Regions from separate parts of the Mus musculus genome. Here all the other regions are linked to region 1. A link is a contact called in public ChIA-PET, HiChIP or PLAC-seq and promoter capture Hi-C data. All regions are on one chromosome and are shown on one strand. Each heading gives the region's core, a stretch centred on a gene start, on an enhancer-like site or on the middle of the called end of the contact. The rest is flanking DNA. Distances are from core to core; before and after follow the strand shown. Region 1 holds the start of Bclaf1 (BCL2-associated transcription factor 1). Region 2 has its middle 37 kb from the start of Ahi1. Region 3 has its middle 26 kb from the start of Gm33510. Region 4 has its middle 44 kb from the start of Gm33510. Region 5 has its middle 17 kb from the start of Ahi1. Region 6 holds the start of Il20ra (interleukin 20 receptor, alpha). Region 7 overlaps Ahi1 (Abelson helper integration site 1).

Region 1 (2,700 bases), core at 112-2,611:
TTGTTCCCATGTCTTCCTTCTTTGGTAACACATTGATTTATTTGAGGTCAAAGTTAGGTTAGGAAGGTGTACTTCTGTGGCTGAACAATTGTGTAGCGCGTACCAGGCAGGTTCTGCGGGTTCAGTGCCCAGCACAGGGGATCTAATGAGCGAAAAATTATATTGCCTTAGATGAAAAGATAACTTTCCAACATATACTAGAATTGCACAGGACTTAATAGCTTCAAAGTGATTAGATTTTGGTATTTTGAATAGATTAAGAGCTATTGGCCCCTGCTGTCTCATTAATATAAAATAGCACAGTTGTGCTGTCTTTGTGCTTCATGTAAATACAGCTCACCTACTTGACAAGTATTTTCTGAGCTCCTACTTTATGCTTTAGACCTATCAGGGTCCCGCATATAGCGCAGATCATAGCTTCCACCATGGTAGTGGGAGCTGGGTGCGGAGCAATTGCCCAATTAAAATACAATCAAAATCAGGATTCATTGGTCAGTCAGGTACTTCCTCCACTGTGGAGTGGATTGTGAGGACAGGCTGCCCTGAACAAGGTTAAAGATCAGAATCAAACTCTAATGCTGAACTTAACTGACAGGCTGCCAATTACAGCTTTGAAATCCTTCAAGGAATTTAACGTTGTCCTAAAATATCACACCGTAATAACGGCTTTAGTCCCTTGAGTGGTCCTGCTTTGGTAAGAACAGCAGGTAAATATGTCTGCAACTTGCTTCAATTCAATCCTGGCTTCTTCGTTTATAATCTGATTCTGGCAGATCCAGTTAGGGCGTGAGGTTTCCGGATCCGTACAAAACTCTGAGAAAGCCTCAGGGGCCAGGCTCCGGCGCCCGGGAAGTTAAGAGCCATTCCGTGACGCAGTCGCCCAGCCGATCCAAGTCTCACGATCGGCCCGGGAGGGGGCGGGGGGCGAGTTCACCCGAAGCCACTCGGCAGAGACTGCCTTGTAACTGTCATGTTAGGCGTCCGAGGGACGGCGCTTCCGGGCAGACGCAGCCCTGCGTCGTCGGTTTTCCGGCCTTTTCCTCAGTGAGAGAGCTTCTGGCGTGCTCTGGGTCGCCGCCTCAGAAGGAGCCAGGCTCGCTAACAGCGGCTCGGAAGTCAGGGGACATCAGTCTCGACTGTTCTTCGAACAAAGCCGAGCCGCCTGCGGAGAAGCCAGCCAGCCCTTCAGGGCCCGCCCCACCCTTGTCCCACCCCCTGTCGGCTACACCTCGCGAGACCGGGCAACGAGACTTCCCAGAAAGCCTTGGGCTACACTCAACCGCGGTTCGCCAGTCGCGCCTGGGCGGGACGGTGGGAGGGGCCTGCCTAGCGATTTAGCGGCCTGGAAGGCCACGCCCCAAGTCGGAAGTGACGGAGCCGAGCTAGCGCGACGAGGCCGCCTCTATGGTCTTCCTCTCCTTCTGGAGTCGGGAAATGGCCGCTGTGTAGTTAGCACGGAGGTAAACCCTGCACGCACATCGTGCTTCGGCGTGTCAGGTAGGCCTCGCGCCGCATTCGAGTCACTCAAAGGAGAAAGCCGAGGCGACAGGGCGGTTGGGTATCGACAACTCTGACGCGTGGTGACGGGTCGGCGGCGGGAACGGGGACCCCGAGCCGTTACTCGTGCGTTTTCCTCCTCGCTCCCTCGGGTCTGGAAGGCGCCGCGGGCCGCCGGGGTGGGGGGATGGGGGAGCTGCGCCACCAGCGGGCCGGGCTGCGAACCTGGCTCGGGGCCGGAGCCCGGGAGGCCTCGGCGTGCGCGTGCGCAAACCGCTCGCCGACCCTTCCCCCACGGCCTCGGCTGGGACTCCTGCGCGCGCCCGGCCCAGGGCTCTGCGCACGCGTGCTTTTTTCCCCTTTCTTCCCTGCCCATGGCAACGCCGCCGCGTGTGTTAGTTTCCGAGCCTTGCTTGTTGTTGGCCTTGGGGGAGGCGTCTTCCTTCCTGGTCCTAGCCTTTGGGACTCGGAGGAGATAACGGCGAGCTGCGACAAAGTTAAGCAACGGAATCAGCCACGTCGTGCGTGGCGGTTAAGCCGCCTCCCTCGCCTCTATGGGGTACATATGTCGGTTTAGGCCAGGCTTAATCAGATGAAGGCTTTCGATCTGTTTGTAGCAGACACCTGGGTGTTGGCGCCAAAGTTTTTCGTTTTGGCTCCCTACCAACTCACTGTTGTAGCCGATCAGTAGGTGCGTAGTTCCAGTTTCTAGCGGGATGCGACTAAGAGAGGGGCCCTTTCTCAGTAATCCAAGCGCTGACATACCTTTTTTTTTTTTTTTTTTTCTTGTTTTTCCAGACAGGGTTTCTCTGTGTAGCCCTGGCTGTCCTGGAACTCACTCTGTAGACCAGGCTGGCCTCGAACAGAAATCCGCCTGCCTCTGCCTCCCAAGTGTTGGGATTAAAGGCGTGCGCCACCACCGCCCCGGCTACCTTTTTTGGTAAGAGTTAGCACACTTTAGAAATTGAGGATATTGGCAGCGGTGATTGGGGGGATAAATGGGTGAAGGAAGAAGGTTATAGTTCTGTCACTCAGTGCTGGCCTTGAACTCCCAGTTAATCTCCTGCCTTAGCTTCGGGAGTGGTGGGATAATAGTATTTTTTTTTCGTCACTTCTTCGTCACCCCAGCTGAGTTTTAAGATTTGTTTTCTTGGTCTGGGGAGTGACCAGAATATTGGATTTCTGTACCCTAGACGATCTTCT
Region 2 (2,700 bases), core at 170-2,669, 600 kb after region 1:
TCTGGGAACAGTGTCCGGGAACAGTGTCGGGGAACAGTGTCTGGGAACAGTGTCTGGGAACAGTGTCCGGGAACAGTGTCGGGGAGCAGTGTCTGGGAACAGTGTCTGGGAACAGTATCGGGGAACAGTGTCTGGGAACAGTGTCCGGGAACAGTGTCTGGGAACAGTGTCCGGGAACAGTGTCGGGGTACAGTGTCTGGGAACAGTGTCGGGGAACCGTGTCGGGGAACAGGATTGGGGAACAGGGTCGGAGAACTGATTCATTTATTGGGAGGGGAGAAAGAGGTATTTATGTCCCTGGGGAGGTGGCCAGAGTCTCTACGGCAAGGTTTGTGTGGCCTTGTACCATTGGCCAGGGCAGGGGTGTTAGACAACACCTCATCTGCGTACACAAGGGTTGGGGAGGTCTTACGGGCCAAACAAGGAATGAAGCCTGATAACTGTCAGGGTAATAATGAATATGCTAGGGTTGATGGCGGGGAAGCCAGTTTCATGGTGACAGGTTGGAGGGGGAGAAGCCAAATCCTACCATCCTTATATTTGAGGTATCAGAGGCTGAAGCTCCCTCAAGCCTTCCTCCATAACCCTGGGCCATTGTGGTCCCACACATGTCAATAGGGTCTTGTTTCATTGAAAATAAGGAAATGATAATGTCTGTCTTACTTAGAGTTGCTATTGCAGTGATGAAACAACATGATCAAAGAAACTTGGGGAGAAAAGGGTTTATTCAGGTACACTTCGACATCACAGTTCACCAACAATGGAAGTCAGGACAGGAACTCAAACAGGAAAGGAGTCTGGAGGCAAGAGCTGTGCAGAGACGGTGGAGGAGCGCTGCTTACTGGCTTTGCTCAGCTTGCTTTTTTTCTTTTTCTTATTCTAGGACACCAGTCCATGGATGGCACCACCCATTATGGGCTGGGCCCTTCCACATCAATCACTAATTATAAAAATGCTATAGAGGTTTGCCTATACTCTGATCTAATGGAGGCATTTTCTCAGTCGAGGATCCCTCCTCTCTGACGATCCTAGCTTGTGTCAAGATGACATAAAACCAGCCAATACAATGTCCTATCCAAACAAACTCATTCCTGTTTGCAGACAATGCTAGCGAAAGCTACATCCAGATCATAGCATCCTAAAAGAACCATAGAGATAGAGCTGGACAAAAATTGGGGTGGTAATTTAGAAAGAAGAGAGTCACGTGATCGTAGGACTATGAAATCCCTTGCAGCCACCAGGTGGCACTAGTGAGAGAGAGGCCAGAGTGTCCTGTAACTGTCCAATGGTGGGTTTCACAGCGCTCCGGTCATATGTCTTTATTGCAAATTTGTCTTCCTCTCCGAAGAAAACAAGGAGCCTATGTTTGTGTTGAAAGTGCACAGAGACAGAGTGCCAAAAACTCCCTCCCCCATTTCCTCTTTGCCTGTTGGCATTTCTGAGCACTTTGGTGGCCTTGCTTCCATCCACACAGCTGTGGAGTAACCAAACCACAGCCGGAATGAGGATGCGTTTTTTTTTTTTTTTTCAATGTTGTCCCCTGAGCAGCCATCACTTGGAAATTTTGTGCTATTTTGATTTTTACTTTTCTTGGTTTTAAGATAGCTGATCTTTCTTATATCTTGATCTGAATTTTTTTTTATTATCCATGGTTTCTTACAATTTTTTTCAGAAATCAGTTTAATTTTTTTTTTTTTTTGCCAAAGTCTCCGGTTACATAAAGTCAAAATAGATGGACATCCATGGTTAGGGGAGAATAGGCAAATATCTAATAAGTTTTTACTATTAAAGAAATCAGGCAGCTAGCTCAGTCTCTGTAACAAAATATTACTGTAGGTACAACCTGCATTATATACAGGACTGTGGCCTACAATCCTATATCTCCCATGCACTTCCTCTCATTCCCACTTAGTAGAATCATAGAATCTAAAACTAAAAATTACCCTTGGGTTGGTGAAATGGAATGGGTAAAAAAAAAATTGTACACTCCTCTCTAATAAAGCAAGCCACAGCCAAATCAAAAGGCAGAAACTGCTAGAGGATAATTTGCACTGCACAAATAAATAAGAGGGTTTCATACTTAATAAAGAGCTTGCACCATTACGGAAAAGACTAACTTCTCAATGGGGAAATGGGCAATGGACTTAACTTAGCAAACTAGCAGCCATATTGGGAAGTCCCTGGGGGTCACTTCTGTTATCGCTCTGTTTCCTGTTCCCCCTTTTCTTGACTCGTCCCTGTCAACAACCCTCTCTATTTTCTTAGCTTTCTGAGAAAGTGGGCAACACCAGGCAAGTACATTAAGATCTTATAGATCTGAGATTATTATGCATTTAAATAATGGTTTTTACTTCGCATAGATTTTCTTATGTTAAAAACAGTAATATGCACGGTGTCAACAAGACAATGGGCAAAAGTGCTTGCACCTTACCCACCTGAGTTTGATCCTCAGGACCCATCTGATGAAAAGAGAGACTGAGCCTCTCTCTGCAAGATATCCTATGACCTCCACATGCATGCGATTGACCTATAGCATTCGGACATCCACACAGGGACAGACACACATACAAAATGCATTAATGTTTAAAAAATAAATAAATTAAGATGGTTTTTTTTCATTTTTACTAATTATTGAGATGTGTTTAATTTGGGCAATGAACAAATTCTCAAACAGGGAATTCATGGTGGCAGAATCTCACA
Region 3 (2,700 bases), core at 133-2,632, 550 kb after region 1:
CGTAATAAAGAAAAAATTAATGATTTTATGACCCACTCAGAGGTGGCACACACACACAAACTGAATGTAATTAAGAAAAATTAAGAATAATTTTATGATTCACTCTGAGGTGGCCATTTTTTTGAAAAACAAAGCAATAATCCACTTAACTTAGAATGTGCAGTAGCTGAAATGCATAGACAAATATTCTCAAGGCAATAGCTAGATTAGCTTTGGTTATATAACTAGGACTAGAACCTAATCAATATAACACATAAAACTAACACCAAACAGACTGTAGATTAGCAGTTATCTATTTCCCCTTTTACATATTAGTTCTAGATTCATGGTATCATATGTACAATTGGGATTATGTTTTCTTGACATAGATAGATAGATAGATAGATAGATAGATAGATAGATAGATAGATAGATTCATAGATATACATAGATATACATATATAGATATATATTATCATATGCATCAGAAAGTAATGTGACAGACACTAAATTCAGGTATATTTTACTAAAGGGTAAAGGGACTCTATATTAAATAGATCATGTGAGAATGTTGGGCTACTACTGTATTAAGTCACAGTGGTGATAACTTTTGACAAATTACTATTTTGGGAAACCTAAGGTCAGGTTTTGAAAATTAACGATTTGAAAATAAATGATACAAGAGTATTACTATGAGGACTATTTGGGGTCAGATAAGCAATGTAAAATAATTTGTACACGTGGCATATTTGCTGGAATTTTATTGTTTGGACCAGGTAAGAAAACCATATTACATTTTCTATGCCTATGACAGGCGCTCGAGCCACAGCACTCCACCACTGTGCAGTCATATCTGAGCACTCAGCGTGTGGTTGACCACCAGCAGGGCAGCAGCTTGTGTGTGTAATGTGTGGTGAAAAAAAAGTAGATGGTAGTAGAGGAGTCTTGACAATCCACACTTTTAAATTTAGATTCCCTCCTGAAAAACACACCATGCTTTCCTAAACTCTACCTTGCATTAATCAGGGTATGCTGGAGAAGCAAACTAGTGGCATGAATATATCCTGAAGAAAGAACCTGCTAGGTTGGCTTGCATAGTATATTTAAAGGAGTCCAGCGATGCCTAGCTCATTTGGAAGAGGCTTAGAACCCGGTAGTTGCTCAGAATACGAAGCTGGCTGCCTCGACAATGACAGTAGGGATCCCTGGAGCGCCACCAGCTTTTAGACTATGATGGAGACCTGAAGAAGCTGTTTCTGACAGCAGTGATGGAATCAGCAGCAGCAGTGTCATCGTTGTTATCACCATCAGCAGCAGCAGCAGCGATGAACTCACAGTGAAAATGAAACTCAGGGAAGCAAAATGTCAAAAGGCCTTCCTTCCTCCATGTCCCTTCATCTGTGCCACCACTAGAAGGTGTCACCCACACTTGGGTTGTGCCTTCCCACATCAGTTAAGGTCATCAAGACGATTCCTCAAGACACACTCACCAGTCAGCCTGAGGTAGGTGATCCCTCACTGAGGGGCTCTTCCTGCTCTCTTCCTAGATGATTCTAGACTGTGTCTAGTTGGTGATTTAAACGAATCATCACAGAGGGATGCTTGTGGGAGCCCAGGGTTGATGTCGCAAGTTACTCCCATTGCTCTCTGCCCTGTTTATTGAGACAGAGTGTCTCAGTTGCTCACAGAGACCACTGCCCAGGTGAAGCTACCTACTCAGCATTCTCAGGACATTCCTGGCTCCACCTTATGATAAACAGAGTCTCACAGGCAGGCTGGCTCGCCTTCCTGGCATTGAAGAAGGAAAGAAATTGGGGCAGGGGCATTGAGTTGAATTCCATTTCTTGTACCTGAGTCCATCTCCCTGGCCTAGAAATTAATTTTTAACTTTCATACTTAAAATGGTCGTTGATCAAATCTTAAATTTTATTTTGAAATGACTGGTCGGTCTGAGGGATTTCAAACAAGAATAACACTACTCCTTAATTTTTACCAGAACTAATAATTAACAGTAACAACACTAAAGAAGTCTTGGTATGTGTCCAGTCTCAAGGACTGAAGCCAAAACGAACATTCACGCCCTCTGCATGAACAGTCCATTTACATATGGATATGCCGACTCAATTTGAATAGTGTGTTCTTGAATCCCAGGAGGAAAGAGCTAAGTTCATACCCCTGCTGGTTTGTATCCAAACCAAAAAGAAAATAAACAGTAATTGGGCAGATAAATTTATTAAAATTATACATCTAGACGTTTTTATACAAAATATTGACTTCAAAATATTTTCCAATAATGTGAAGAAAAAACATAAAGTGAGCTTTGTATTATCTTTGTAATTTCAAAACTATACCCTCCTATACTCAGTAGGCGCTAAAGTATGTGATAGCTACAGTGGTATCTCTAATGTTTTATGTTTTTACAAATATTTTTCATGCTAATAAACTCAAGTTACAGTTAATAATTTTAATTGCATCTTGTATGTTACTTTATTGCTGCCATTTCAAACTTCATTTTAATTATATAAAAATGTATGCATGAGATGGTAAAATATGCATGGTTACAAACTATTTCAAATATCACACAATTTGCTTATAGTAAAATATGCAACTAGCAGAAATAACTAAAAGTGAAATTCATTATTTCTTTTTATGTAATAATTGTGATGGTTTTATTTCTAAACTTGAGAACCGCAGGATGAATGGAACAAAATGTAAAGCTAT
Region 4 (2,700 bases), core at 120-2,619, 570 kb after region 1:
CACACACACACGAGACCGGAGCTCTATTTTGTAGCCCAGGCTGTCCTGGAACTCATTACATAGTTCAGGCTGGCTAACTAAAAAGGTTTTTGTTTTTTTTTTTCTTATTTTCATATAGGCTTTAGGAAGGTATTGCTATAAACAAAAACACCACACACACACACACACACACACACACACACACACCAAGAACAGTAATCTGTCAATAGAATTAAGTAAGTTAGGAACCTCAAAACTTGAGTTAAGGAATTTTGTGTTAGCCATTAGTATTATTTAACCTCAGCCTTCTAATGATAAAAGGGATGATGTAAATATACTCTATTATTTAAAAAACCCTGTGGCATATGCATCCTAAGAAATAATACAGATAAGCTGTTTACCTGTCATTGGTTCACAATTCCATGACCTACATCAACAGACCTTACTCACAATAACAAATAAAAATGGTTTTTGTTGTTATTTTTAAAAGTCTTACTAGGTAGCCCTGGCTGGCCTGGAACCCTCTGGGTAGCCCAAGCTAGACTCAAATTCATAGAGACTTACTTATCTCTGCTTTCTGAGTGCTAGAATTAAAGATGTATACCACCAAGTCTGACCTGTTGGTGCCAAAGCTATCATTTCATAATTACATCTGTTTTCTGTAAACCAGTAAACATATAGATTGTGTGTGTGTGTGTGTGTGTGTGTGTGTGTGTGTGTGTGTGCATGGCTCACTAGATGTGTACATATGTGTGTAGGGTGCACATGTGCAGACAGCAGAGGACAACCTCTCAAGTCCTTTCTTGGGCATCTTCCAGCTTTTGGGTTTCAGACAGGGATCTCCCTGGCCTAGGGCTTCTTCACGTAGCCTAGGCAAGCTGGCCAATATGCTACAGGAGTCCCCTGCCTGTCTCCTTCTCTCCATCCTGGAACTGCAAGCATGTGACAATATTTCTAGTCTCTTCACATAGCTTCTGGGAATCAAACTGAGCAGTTTCTGCTTATGAGGAAGGAGGTTTATTGATGAAACATCCCACTGACCCTGAACTTCATTATAAAATTGAGAACCAAGGCAATCACACAGGGCTGGCTGACCAGCAAAGGGAGAAGAACCTAATTTGAACTAACCTGTTAATGGTTTCATTATTTTCCCTTAGTGGAGCATGGACGCCATTCATAACCAGCTTAAGGGAGCATTCACTTTGTCATAATAGCAACTAGAGAAAGTATCCTATACACAATATCACAAACTAAAGATCAAAAACCACGCAGACAGATCCTGGCCACTACTGCGAACCTGAAAATGTCGTTTCATCCTCACAGGGTTCCAGACAATACACAGTTCTAAAGCAAAGAGCCCACAAAAACCACAGTAGGGAAATAAAGACAGATAGCAGTTGCATCATGGTGCCGGAAGCCAGCGTTCAAGAAACTGAAGCACAACACAGTGCTTAGATCCTACCCGTCAGCCCAGTTTCTCTGGGCTACTTCCCGGTCGGTTAACCTGGAAGATTCTTATGTTCAATTCCTTTCCCATTTGGACTCCATCCTGCTTCTCTAAATTAAAGATGGAGAAGAGACATTAATTTCAGTCGTGTTATCAACTTCCTAATCCAAATTTAAAATTCACAGTCATTCAAAGTAAATACACACAGCATGTCGCAAAAGGACTTTGTTCAAAGACACCTCAAGAAAGTATGTTAGCTATGACTGGCACACGGACACCCCCTAACCAGGAGGAGCTGGAGATAAACACAGGCGTGGAGTTTATACCAGCCAAACAGGAAAGCCTCAGAGATTTTTTTTATACTGTGTCTTCCATGGAAGGTGGAACTTCCTTTCTTGTTTAAGTTCAGACTTCATCAGAAAAGCAAAGCTAGAAGCTCTTAGAGCCAATGTCTTAGAGCCAATATGATGGTTTGATGGAAAGGGTGAATCAGTCTGCCTGAAAATGTCCTTTATGGTCTTACATAATTATGAACTCTTATTAATAAGATGGCTTTAGCTCCCTCCATAAATCTCAGCATATAGTATCATAACCAACATTAAAAAGTTGTAGCTCTGTAGGCACTTACAGAACATAATAAAACATACCTTCGATAGGTACGTTCAAGTGCATTTGTAGCATTAAGGAATATTTCTCATTGAAAAGAGCAGAGAAGAGAATCGGAAAGAACTTTATTTCACAAATATTTCTGTGAATATTAATTGAGATAAATCCCTAGGACCATCACAAAATCATGTTTTATATAGGAAGGGCGCGATTATGACTAAGAACTTTGACATAAGGTTACCAAGGAAGATCCAGCACAAGAAGACCTTGTCCAGGAACCCAACCCTCAGATGAAGTAGTTTTAGGGAGTGGTGCTGTTAGGAGGTGTGTCCTTATTAGAGGAGGCGTGGCCTTGTTGGAGTGGGTGTGGCTTTGTTGGAGGAAGTGTTGGAAAGGAAGTAGTTTTATCTAACCGTATGTCACAATTCTCATTCTCTCAGTGGCCTGATATTTTTCTGATGAAGTTTACATTAAAGTGAAGCCCATCTTACATGTATGACGTGTCTCTTAGTTTTGATTTACTGCTGTGAACAGACACCATGACCAAGGCAGTTCTTATAGAGGACAACATTTAATTGGAGCTGGTTTACAGGTTCAGAGGTTCAGTTCATTATCATCAAGGTGGGAGCATGGCAGTGTCCAGACAGGCATGGTGCAGGCAAAACTGA
Region 5 (2,700 bases), core at 48-2,547, 620 kb after region 1:
TGTAGCCAGTGGCTTTCTTCATCCATAGCTGTGTCATTTGAAGTACAAAACCTAAATGTTGATATTTCTCATTTAATTATCATCATGTAGCTTGTAAAAATATTTTAAAGGCTTAGTTAGTACTTTCATATTTCAGTATGTTTTCTGTTCTGTGCATTTGAAAAACAAAATGCAACAATTCTGAATTGTTCAAGAGTATAATTAAAATTCAACACCAGAAGGTTCTGGAAGACGTTTAATGGTGACTCTGTCAGGCTCATTTTTGTCTTATTCACACACATAAATCCCTATCTTCTATAGCAAGTAAAAATTATAAGATACAATTGTGTTCTACAGTGACCACCACTATAAAACAGCATTTGTTACACACACACACACACACACACACACACACACACACACACACACACACACACATATATCTGATTTATTACAGGCATTCAATAGAAACAGCATGTCAAAAAGTAATAAAATGCTATGAGTTTCTTTTTTATTGCAAATAAAGTTCACATATACTTTCAAAGGAAAAAACTTGGAAAACTGAACATCTTAAATAGTTTTGAGATTAACGGAAGGGTACTCCCAACTGGCCATGTCCCAGAATAGCTGGAGAGTGTATAACTTAGTTACAGCCTGCATGTACCTACGCTAGGCATTCCGCTAGGCATTTGAAAAGCACTTTTCACTATGGCTATTTTTTCAAACAATACCACATGCCTAGCCATAATAATGTTTTATTTTGTCATCTTGTTTGAACCAGGCTTATGCACACAGCTGTGGTGTGTTGAATTTCTAAGACACAAAGTCAGTCCAGTTTCATGAGTCTAGACTTTCTGTTCCACATTTGAATTTATTTTTTCTGGAAAGGAAAATTCACTATAATAGGTTCTTGTCTGGTGCCATGAACATAGTAGAAGCTTAACAAATATTTACCATTGTTGAAGTTAGAACAACCATTGATCTGAACCCTGTTGGATATGTTGGGTTAGGACCACATTACTTGCAAAAAGCAATATTCGAATCTTAGGCAATTTTTGAAAATGACAGTTTTGTAGGAAGCCTGATATTCTACACAAAGGATAAAGTGTTACTTATAAGCATGATTAAGATGCATTGTAATCTAAAGGCTTGTTGAAAAGCAAGGAAAGTCTTATTCTTTGTTATTGTGATCTGATTGGTTTGGGCAGGAGAACCAGGAAAGAACTGCAACTGTGGCTCTCTCTATAGGAGAGAAGCAAGCCAACAATGGTGGGGGAGAGTCAGCCATGTGGGCATGACTATAGAACTCCCCAGTTTTACATCGGGAGACAATACACAGACAAATTACGGTTGGTAGTCATCATCTAAAATGAGCCAGGAGGTATGCTGCACCAGGGACACTCTATCTGATGATGATGGCTTTATGCTCAAGAGTGGGAGGAGTTGTCTGGCCTGTAATAAGACCTTCGCCAGTGAGCTGCAGAGGGAAGAACACTGGGAAAAGATCCAAGTCCCCTGGAGAGAAGATGTTGGCAAGACTCGTTGGCTTCACAGACCCAGACGATCTGGCTGGGGTTCAAGGTTGGAATCCATTTCCAGCAGAGAATAATGTGCATACAAAGAACAGAGACAATTGTCTAGGTATACAATGGGCTTAGGGTTGAGAACACAGGCTTGATATGGGTGGTAACAATAGGTGTTGATACAGGACTCACTCAGTAGCAGACCTAGGGCAGCAGATGGATCCCAGATAGACATGGAGCCCGTCTTGTATCATCTGCCATTAGGCATCACTAAACATCACTAAACAATCCTTAAATAAACTTTAAATAAACTTTAATAAATCTAAAACTACTTTAACACTCTTAATTCACTTCTATAATAGTGAATATCACCTCTTCCAAAATGAAACACCCTACCCCACCCTTGCCCCTGTAAGTATGCTATACTTTTAGCTGGCATATAGCTAGCATTTTAATAGGGGCTCACTAAACATTATTGCCACAGTTTGAAAAAACTTGGCAAATTTTTTTTTTTTGGTTTTTTTGAGACAGAGATTCTCTGTGTAGCCTCCCCTGCCCTGGAACTCACTCTGTAGATTGGGATGACATTGTACCCAGAAATCTACCCACCTCTGCCTCCTGAGTGCTGGGATTAAAGACTTGCACCACCACTGTGAGAAGCCCTTTTCTAAAAGTTTTACCTCATTTCTTTTTCATATCAGCTGCAGTTCATATCAACTGTAGACAGAGAAGGGTCAAAGCACTTTCTATGTCTTCATTCCATTAAAAAAGGGAAATGTAATATTTTATTGAATTTTATCAAGAAAGCATGTGTGTGTGTGTGTGTGTGTGTGTGTATGTGTACACATACACATATACATATATATACATACACATGCAACTGATTAATGTGGGTCCAGATACTTGGCCTAAAGTTATGCTAAATGTTTCTATTAGGGGAGTTTTGATGAGTTAAACTTTGGAATAGATGGACCACATCAAATAGATTGATCTTGCTACAATTATGGATCTTAAGAACTCATTCAAAGATCTTGTCTTAATTTGGCTTCAATTGCTGTGATAACATAATGACCAAAAGCAACTTGGGGAGGAAAGGGTTTATTTGGCTCACAGGCTCCATCATCAGGGCAGCCAAGGCAAGTATTCAAGGCAGGAACCTCTGGCATCAGGAACTGATGGAAGAGTGCTGCTTGTCAAC
Region 6 (2,700 bases), core at 58-2,557, 600 kb before region 1:
GTGTAAGTTGAAAAAGCAAGGTAGCTGTCTGCTTGAGCTAGCTCCTTTAAGGCTATGAATGAGTCATATTTAAACAGAAATGCATACATGTCCTAACATTGATATAAAAAGAATATGTTGCTATCATACTGTCTTCTTACTTTTTTCAGGGATTACATATGAATCAGTAAGAGCCCAGTTTGTGCAGGAAAGGAAAGAAACATGACAGTTAACAGGCAGATGTCAGAGAACCGATCACTGAGAAAAGAAGTCGAAGTTTGAAACTAGTAGCTACTGATTGCAGTTTCCACTCCTAAGGCTGGAGAAACAAAAGGAAGACATGACTACACAGAAGATAAAGGAATTTCACTAAATGGAGATTTGGACCCATGAGAATTGGGTCCAGCCAGCGAGGCAAATTCTTCGTGTATCTGAAGAAGCTGGAAACTAGGACAGCTAACAGGTCCTGTCCCTCCTCCTCCAGGGCCCCCTACCGGTGTGAACTAGAAGCACAACTGAATAGCAGGGTCTGCTTTAACCCTCCAGAAGCCTTCAAATCCAATCCAAGACTCTTAGGACTCTTTGAGCCGGAAAAAAAACAGGAGTGAAAACAGGAGTGTAAGGCATTCTAAAAACGGCTGCATCTCTGACTGCCTCCACCACAAAAGGGGTTCTTTGTTCGTCTGTTTTGTTTTCTTTTAGTTATTGAGACTCTTCTAGATGTCTGTTGATTCAATTTTAGGGCTATTTCTCTTTATTTGTGCATTTGCAACAGGAGTCTATGGAGGAAAGAGAGAGTCTGCCTGAAGTACATGGTTAATTTGTTTCTTTTCGCATTGTGTTTAATGTTTACAGCTACCTAGAAAGGAGGAGCCCTGAGGTCTGCTTGCACATCTCTGTCACAGTGTTCCCTGGCTTTTCCTTTCTTTCTCTTAGCTGGGGGATGGCCCTCTCCCATTTGGGAGACTTCTATTGTGTTTTGAGGTTGCATCTGCTCTTCTGTAAAATGCAAAGATACCTGACTTCGGGGTGTGGGGAGGAAATCTCGACTAGGGTAAGCAGCATGCCTAACAGTAAGTTGAGAAATATGTACCTATTTCACCCTTCCAGCTTCTTCCGGGATGAAACCTGACATTTCAAGTGAATGATAAGACTCTGCTGTACTGAGTCAGAGCTCATCGGCTTCTCCATCACCCCCTGAAGCCTGTGTGGACTCAGAACTGAAACCCAGACAGCCACCCTCGCGTGGACTCCCTGCAGGGGGAGCTGGTTGTGCACAGCAGACTCTGGGCTCCATCGCCCGGGTCTCGCTGTTGCAGAGGAGCCCCGGGGAGGCCACGCCGCGTTCCCGAGATGTGACCCGAACTGACAGCCCATGCACACTCCCGGGACCCCGGCGCCGGGCCACCCGGACCCGCCGCCACTGTTGCTGCTCACGCTGCTTCTGCTGCTGGCCGCTTCGGGACGCGCAGGTAGGAGAGTCGCTCCTCTCGGCAAGGGCTACCTGGCAGGAGCCTGAAAGGGTCCACGCCGGGCTCCAGCTTGCTGAATCCGAGCTGGGGTTGGGGGGTACAGGGGTGGTAGTAGCCCTCCTGAGTGGCCCAAAACTTGTACCTCGAAACTGGTGACAGTGATGGCAAGGGGCGGCTCGCACTAAAACCTTGGCAAGTCCAAGATTCATAGCCTGTGGGAGCTTGGATCAGAGTTTGGAAAAGCCAAATCAGCCCCAAAAGGGTAAGCCACATCCCGTTTTCCTGGCAATCCTGACGTGTGCGTATACGTACTTCTGAGAAATAACAAAGCATAAAACAGTAAGACATAAAGCACTAGAAGGATTTTCTCTGTTGTTTTAAAGTTTAAACCGTAACCGCTGGAATTCAGAAAGCCAAGCTGATTCACTTTTTAAAAGTTTCTTTTTCTTTCTTTTTTTTTCCTTCTTTCTGTTTTTCTGCCATATAAAAACATACTCTTTAAAAAGCAAGGTATCTCAGCAAGGTATCTCACGGTTTCAATTAAAGACAACAGCCACAAAGCTTCCCAAAATATCAATTGTAATTTTATAAAATTGATTCAAGCACCTGTGCTCCAGCCTGGAAAAACCAGCGAGTGGGGAAAAAAAGTGAGACCTCAATCAGAGAAAACATGATGCTCACTACCTTTCAGAGGCCGGAAGCATGCACGCTGGCCTTGGAGCGGTTTCTGAACCGTGTAGTCTATACAAGAAGATTATTTTCTAAGTTCTAAATTTATGCAAGTATATGGTTATATTTTAATAATCCAAGATAAGCCAAATGTGAAAAGGCTTATTCAAATATCCCTGATATGAATTCATTTTCTGTTTTTAAAGCACAGTTGAAGTTTATTATAAAAGGTCTAGACAGAGATTTAAGTATGGTCATCAAGGGGGATGAGAGACAAGCATATGTATACACACATATACACACACATATACATATACATCTATATGAATGATTACGGGAAGATCTCTGCATACAGTGAGTGCAATAGAGCTACCATACTGAACTTGCTTGGTGTTAATGTGAGAAATAAAACTTGCTCACTAACTGGGCAAAATGATATTAGAAGGCAGCAATACTCCTAACTTAACAGCAAAATCTAAAGCAAACACACGCACACATAAACACACACACACACACACACACACACACCACTGGGCTTTTTTTGATCTATGAGACCCAGCATTTAGCATGGGACCGACCT
Region 7 (2,700 bases), core at 86-2,585, 710 kb after region 1:
TCCAAAACAGTAGGCTATGTGAGGAGTAGTGAATTCACACTTGATGATATTCTGATACCTACCATGTGTAAAGCCTTCTAGTTGGTGTGTTAATCAGTTCTTGATTTGTCCTGTTTATACTCTGGAGATTTGTGGAACTATCAGACTATAACATCTTGAATGGGAAGTTCAAATGTAAAATTGGAAGGCTAGGGCAGGTATAACAGAGCTACTACATATGTGACAGAAGTAAATATAACAACCAATCTGACAGGAGATGTTCTGTCTCACAGTTGTGTAGTGGGACACTGATTGCCATGACAACGTTGCTGTGAGTGGGTGTGGGGTCCTCAGAGCTTCTGTGACTCACTGCCAGTCTTCCTGGGAAGGCTTTAGATTCACCTTTGACACCGCCAGCCTTTCTGTTGTTAACCTTCCGCAGAGCTCTCTGGTTCTGTGTTCTGCCTCACAGCTGATGGGTTGCCCGGTTCTCTCTGATAACTTCTCATCGTTCTGTGCCGTGGGTGGGTGCATTGCATCCTGCTAAGACTTCCAGAGTTTCTGTTCGGAGGTTTCCTGTCTTCGGTTGCTTTTATTCGCTTCTGTGTTTTTCTTCATGCCAATGGCTTTTCTTTATTTGTTGTAAATTTCTAAAGATGAAGGACTAGTTGTATGACTTACCTATTCTAATGTGTGGACAGCTGTAATCTCACTCATTCATTTGCCCACGCATACTTATTAAAACTTTACATTTGTGGCTAGGACAAACAATGTGCAGTTTATATTTAGGATAAACAAGAAAACTATGTCAGGACACTTGCCAAAGTGAGAACAGCTGGCTGGGGCTGCACGCTAGCAGCCTTCGCTCTTCCAGTGTTACTTTTGGAGACTGCTTCTGCTTCTCCTGGCTGCCCCCAGGAGAAGTGCTGGGCAAACCCCTGTTATTTAGGGCTTTCAGCCTACTTGGCTTTTTTTCTAACCTTCGAATCTTTATTTATCCCAGGGTTCTTTCAGTTTGACTTCGACCAGATGTGCTGGTTACAGGTTCATAGCTTTTATCATAGCAAAGATGACATCCACATGAACGACCTCACACACTCCAAAGGAAAGTCTGTCCCTACATGTTCCTAGACATTTTCCATTGTATGAAAGTTTAACATTTCTAATATATTCTTTTCAAGCTTACCAGTGGCCCTCGCAGCTGCTAATGCCAGTGGCCAGTTCTTCTCCTTATCTTCCTTGACCGATCACCAGCTTTGAATACATCTGGTTACTTCCTAATGCGTGGTTTCCTGGACACCACACTCTGTTGGGTTTTTTCTTATCTTGCGAGTCAGTCCTCTTTCTTTCCTTATGCTAGATGCTTCCTGGTCCCTGACAGGCTTAAATAGACTGTTCCCCCACAGCTCTGCTCTTTCTTCCCCTGCATATGCCAGCATCTTTGGTACTCAGGTAGCAGTGACTGTCTGATGTCTTAGACTTATCCTAGTCATCTTTCCTGAGCTCCAGTTGTGCGCAGTCCATTATTGTAGCCCCTGAGCCTCATGTGAATGTTGAGTACATGAAATATCACTCGTGTGACTTAGGAACTCAAACCTTAATTTTAACACTGTGCATGGCCTGTGGGTACTGTATAGACTTCAGTTCTCTTCTGTCTACTTCTACTCAAGTCTATATCTGATCCCAAGAAAATCATTTGGTAAAGGATTGTTGCTTTAATTGGATGTGAGTAATGCTCTTAATTACAAACTTCCTTAGTTAAGAGTTTAGGATCTTTTATCAACATGACTCTGACACTATTACTAAAAGAAAGCGTTTGTAAATTCTACACTCCGGAGGCAGAGGCAGGAGGATCCGGAGCTAAAGATCAGGAGGGAGTTTGAGGCTAGCTTGGCCAGCAACTTTCACAGAAATTGTGTTTATCTCCTACTTCTATCAGTTAGGTCAGAGCATGAGAGTCTAGTAGCAGTTAGCAGAGAGAATTTAGTCTGTACATAAGCTATGGCCTTGAGTGGTCTTTTTTATATTAGAGATGAAAAGTAATATTTACTTTTCAAATAAAAATATGTAAAGTTCTCTAATTTTCCACTACATTTTAGAAAGGGAAACAAAGCCCTGTGTTCAATGACGCACACTTCAGGAATCTCGTCTGAATTCTTCCTCAAATGATCCATGGGTATTATTTCAAAAGAGAGCTTTGTAGGTGTACTGACTAAAACTGTTAGGCGGCAAAACCTCTTCCGTTCCATCAGCTGAAGCGGAGGACTGAATAATCAATCAGGCCAAAGTGCTCCGTGCCTGTGAGTTAGCACTGTGCCTCCAGGGAGGAAGAGAGGGGACTTTGGTTCACTCAAGGCGGGGTGAGAGGAGCAAGGAGAGGAGGCTCTGGTAAAATGGCTGAGTCATGTTGACATGAGAACAAGACTTTCACTGTCTTAATAGGCTTTCTTCAACCATTGATTGCATTTTACCATCTTTATAGTTTTCAAATGAAGTTGACAACTTCGCATATTTTCACATAATAAGGCATATAAATTAATATTAGAATTCATTTCAAAGTACTCAAATTTAGGACAAGTTGTTCTTTACTTTCTTTTCTGATAATAAACTTACTGCGTGTTTTTTTAAAGAAAATGAGTACAGCCTTGTCCTCAGGCCACTCGTTCACTGCTCGCAGCTCCCATGATGCTTTGCGGTGAGAGCCTCCCCTCCCCTCCCCCC

Evidence for each region. Promoter capture Hi-C pulls out the DNA fragments that hold promoters and counts their contacts. ChIA-PET counts read pairs in DNA pulled down with a chosen protein or histone mark. HiChIP or PLAC-seq counts read pairs in DNA pulled down with a chosen protein or histone mark.
Region 2: a contact with region 1 is called in an H3K4me3 HiChIP or PLAC-seq map of bone marrow-derived macrophages, with 5 times the contacts expected there. The contact joins the enhancer-like site here to the promoter of Bclaf1 in region 1. A contact is called at or near these places in 10 of 39 promoter capture datasets (the C10 cell line, the HPC-7 cell line, cranial neural crest and 7 more), 1 of 15 datasets of contacts at CTCF or cohesin (the NIH/3T3 cell line), 2 of 484 Hi-C or Micro-C datasets (bone marrow-derived macrophages and nephron progenitors), 15 of 115 datasets of contacts at active chromatin or transcription factors (the 230-238 cell line, the HPC-7 cell line, T-cell acute lymphoblastic leukemia and 10 more) and 3 of 9 other capture datasets (adipose tissue, liver and macrophages).
Region 3: an RNA polymerase II ChIA-PET map of memory CD8 T cells shows a contact between it and region 1, with 20 read pairs. The contact joins the enhancer-like site here to the promoter of Bclaf1 in region 1. A contact is called at or near these places in 1 of 39 promoter capture datasets (maxillary cranial neural crest), 4 of 115 datasets of contacts at active chromatin or transcription factors (astrocytes, bone marrow-derived macrophages, large pre-B cells and 1 more) and 1 of 9 other capture datasets (pancreatic islet).
Region 4: a contact with region 1 is called in an H3K4me3 HiChIP or PLAC-seq map of the 230-238 cell line, with 13 read pairs. The contact joins the enhancer-like site here to the promoter of Bclaf1 in region 1. A contact is called at or near these places in 3 of 39 promoter capture datasets (cranial neural crest, maxillary cranial neural crest and neutrophils), 4 of 115 datasets of contacts at active chromatin or transcription factors (the 230-238 cell line, bone marrow-derived macrophages and cardiomyocytes) and 2 of 9 other capture datasets (liver and pancreatic islet).
Region 5: a contact with region 1 is called in a promoter capture Hi-C map of neural stem cells. The contact joins the enhancer-like site here to the promoter of Bclaf1 in region 1. A contact is called at or near these places in 13 of 39 promoter capture datasets (the C10 cell line, the HPC-7 cell line, HPC-7-derived erythroid cells and 11 more), 10 of 484 Hi-C or Micro-C datasets (CD8 T cells, the HPC-7 cell line, bone marrow-derived dendritic cells and 7 more), 29 of 115 datasets of contacts at active chromatin or transcription factors (the 230-238 cell line, the HPC-7 cell line, the SCID.adh cell line and 23 more) and 3 of 9 other capture datasets (adipose tissue, liver and macrophages).
Region 6: a contact with region 1 is called in an H3K4me3 HiChIP or PLAC-seq map of pro-B cells, with 2.9 times the contacts expected there. The contact joins the promoter of Il20ra here to the promoter of Bclaf1 in region 1. A contact is called at or near these places in 1 of 484 Hi-C or Micro-C datasets (pro-B cells) and 6 of 115 datasets of contacts at active chromatin or transcription factors (embryonic stem cells, epiblast stem cells, large pre-B cells and 3 more).
Region 7: an H3K27ac HiChIP or PLAC-seq map of embryonic stem cells shows a contact between it and region 1, with 2.7 times the contacts expected there. The contact joins the enhancer-like site here to the promoter of Bclaf1 in region 1. A contact is called at or near these places in 3 of 39 promoter capture datasets (the 3T3-L1 cell line, cranial neural crest and frontonasal cranial neural crest) and 6 of 115 datasets of contacts at active chromatin or transcription factors (the 230-238 cell line, bone marrow-derived macrophages, embryonic hindbrain and 2 more).

Annotation. Positions count from the first base shown.
Region 1 is chr10:20,311,108-20,313,807 of GRCm38.p6, forward strand. Bclaf1 (BCL2-associated transcription factor 1) reads left to right here and starts at 1,362. Exons shown (of 13, transcript NM_001025392.1): 1 at 1,362-1,497.
Region 2 is chr10:20,914,467-20,917,166 of GRCm38.p6, forward strand. No RefSeq gene overlaps it. Among named protein-coding and RNA genes, the nearest start is that of Ahi1, 37 kb to the right of the region's middle. Within about 2 kb of position 1,420, at least 29 of the 459 cell types and tissues checked have an H3K27ac peak or open chromatin away from gene starts, as enhancers often do. A contact at or near this core is called in bone marrow-derived macrophages and neural progenitor cells, where this site is marked.
Region 3 is chr10:20,863,834-20,866,533 of GRCm38.p6, forward strand. No RefSeq gene overlaps it. Among named protein-coding and RNA genes, the nearest start is that of Gm33510, 26 kb to the left of the region's middle. Within about 2 kb of position 1,383, at least 16 of the 459 cell types and tissues checked have an H3K27ac peak or open chromatin away from gene starts, as enhancers often do. A contact at or near this core is called in memory CD8 T cells, where this site is marked.
Region 4 is chr10:20,881,437-20,884,136 of GRCm38.p6, forward strand. No RefSeq gene overlaps it. Among named protein-coding and RNA genes, the nearest start is that of Gm33510, 44 kb to the left of the region's middle. Within about 2 kb of position 1,370, at least 90 of the 459 cell types and tissues checked have an H3K27ac peak or open chromatin away from gene starts, as enhancers often do. A contact at or near this core is called in the 230-238 cell line, bone marrow-derived macrophages and neutrophils, where this site is marked.
Region 5 is chr10:20,933,939-20,936,638 of GRCm38.p6, forward strand. No RefSeq gene overlaps it. Among named protein-coding and RNA genes, the nearest start is that of Ahi1, 17 kb to the right of the region's middle. Within about 2 kb of position 1,298, at least 11 of the 459 cell types and tissues checked have an H3K27ac peak or open chromatin away from gene starts, as enhancers often do. A contact at or near this core is called in neural progenitor cells and neural stem cells, where this site is marked.
Region 6 is chr10:19,711,280-19,713,979 of GRCm38.p6, forward strand. Il20ra (interleukin 20 receptor, alpha) reads left to right here and starts at 1,308. Exons shown (of 7, transcript NM_172786.2): 1 at 1,308-1,451. The coding sequence starts at 1,355. All of the region lies in intron 1 of Gm33332 (a long non-coding RNA gene), which reads right to left.
Region 7 is chr10:21,025,691-21,028,390 of GRCm38.p6, forward strand. All of the region lies in intron 18 of Ahi1 (Abelson helper integration site 1), which reads left to right. Among named protein-coding and RNA genes, the nearest start is that of Gm20149, 17 kb to the right of the region's middle. Within about 2 kb of position 1,336, at least 51 of the 459 cell types and tissues checked have an H3K27ac peak or open chromatin away from gene starts, as enhancers often do. A contact at or near this core is called in embryonic stem cells, where this site is marked.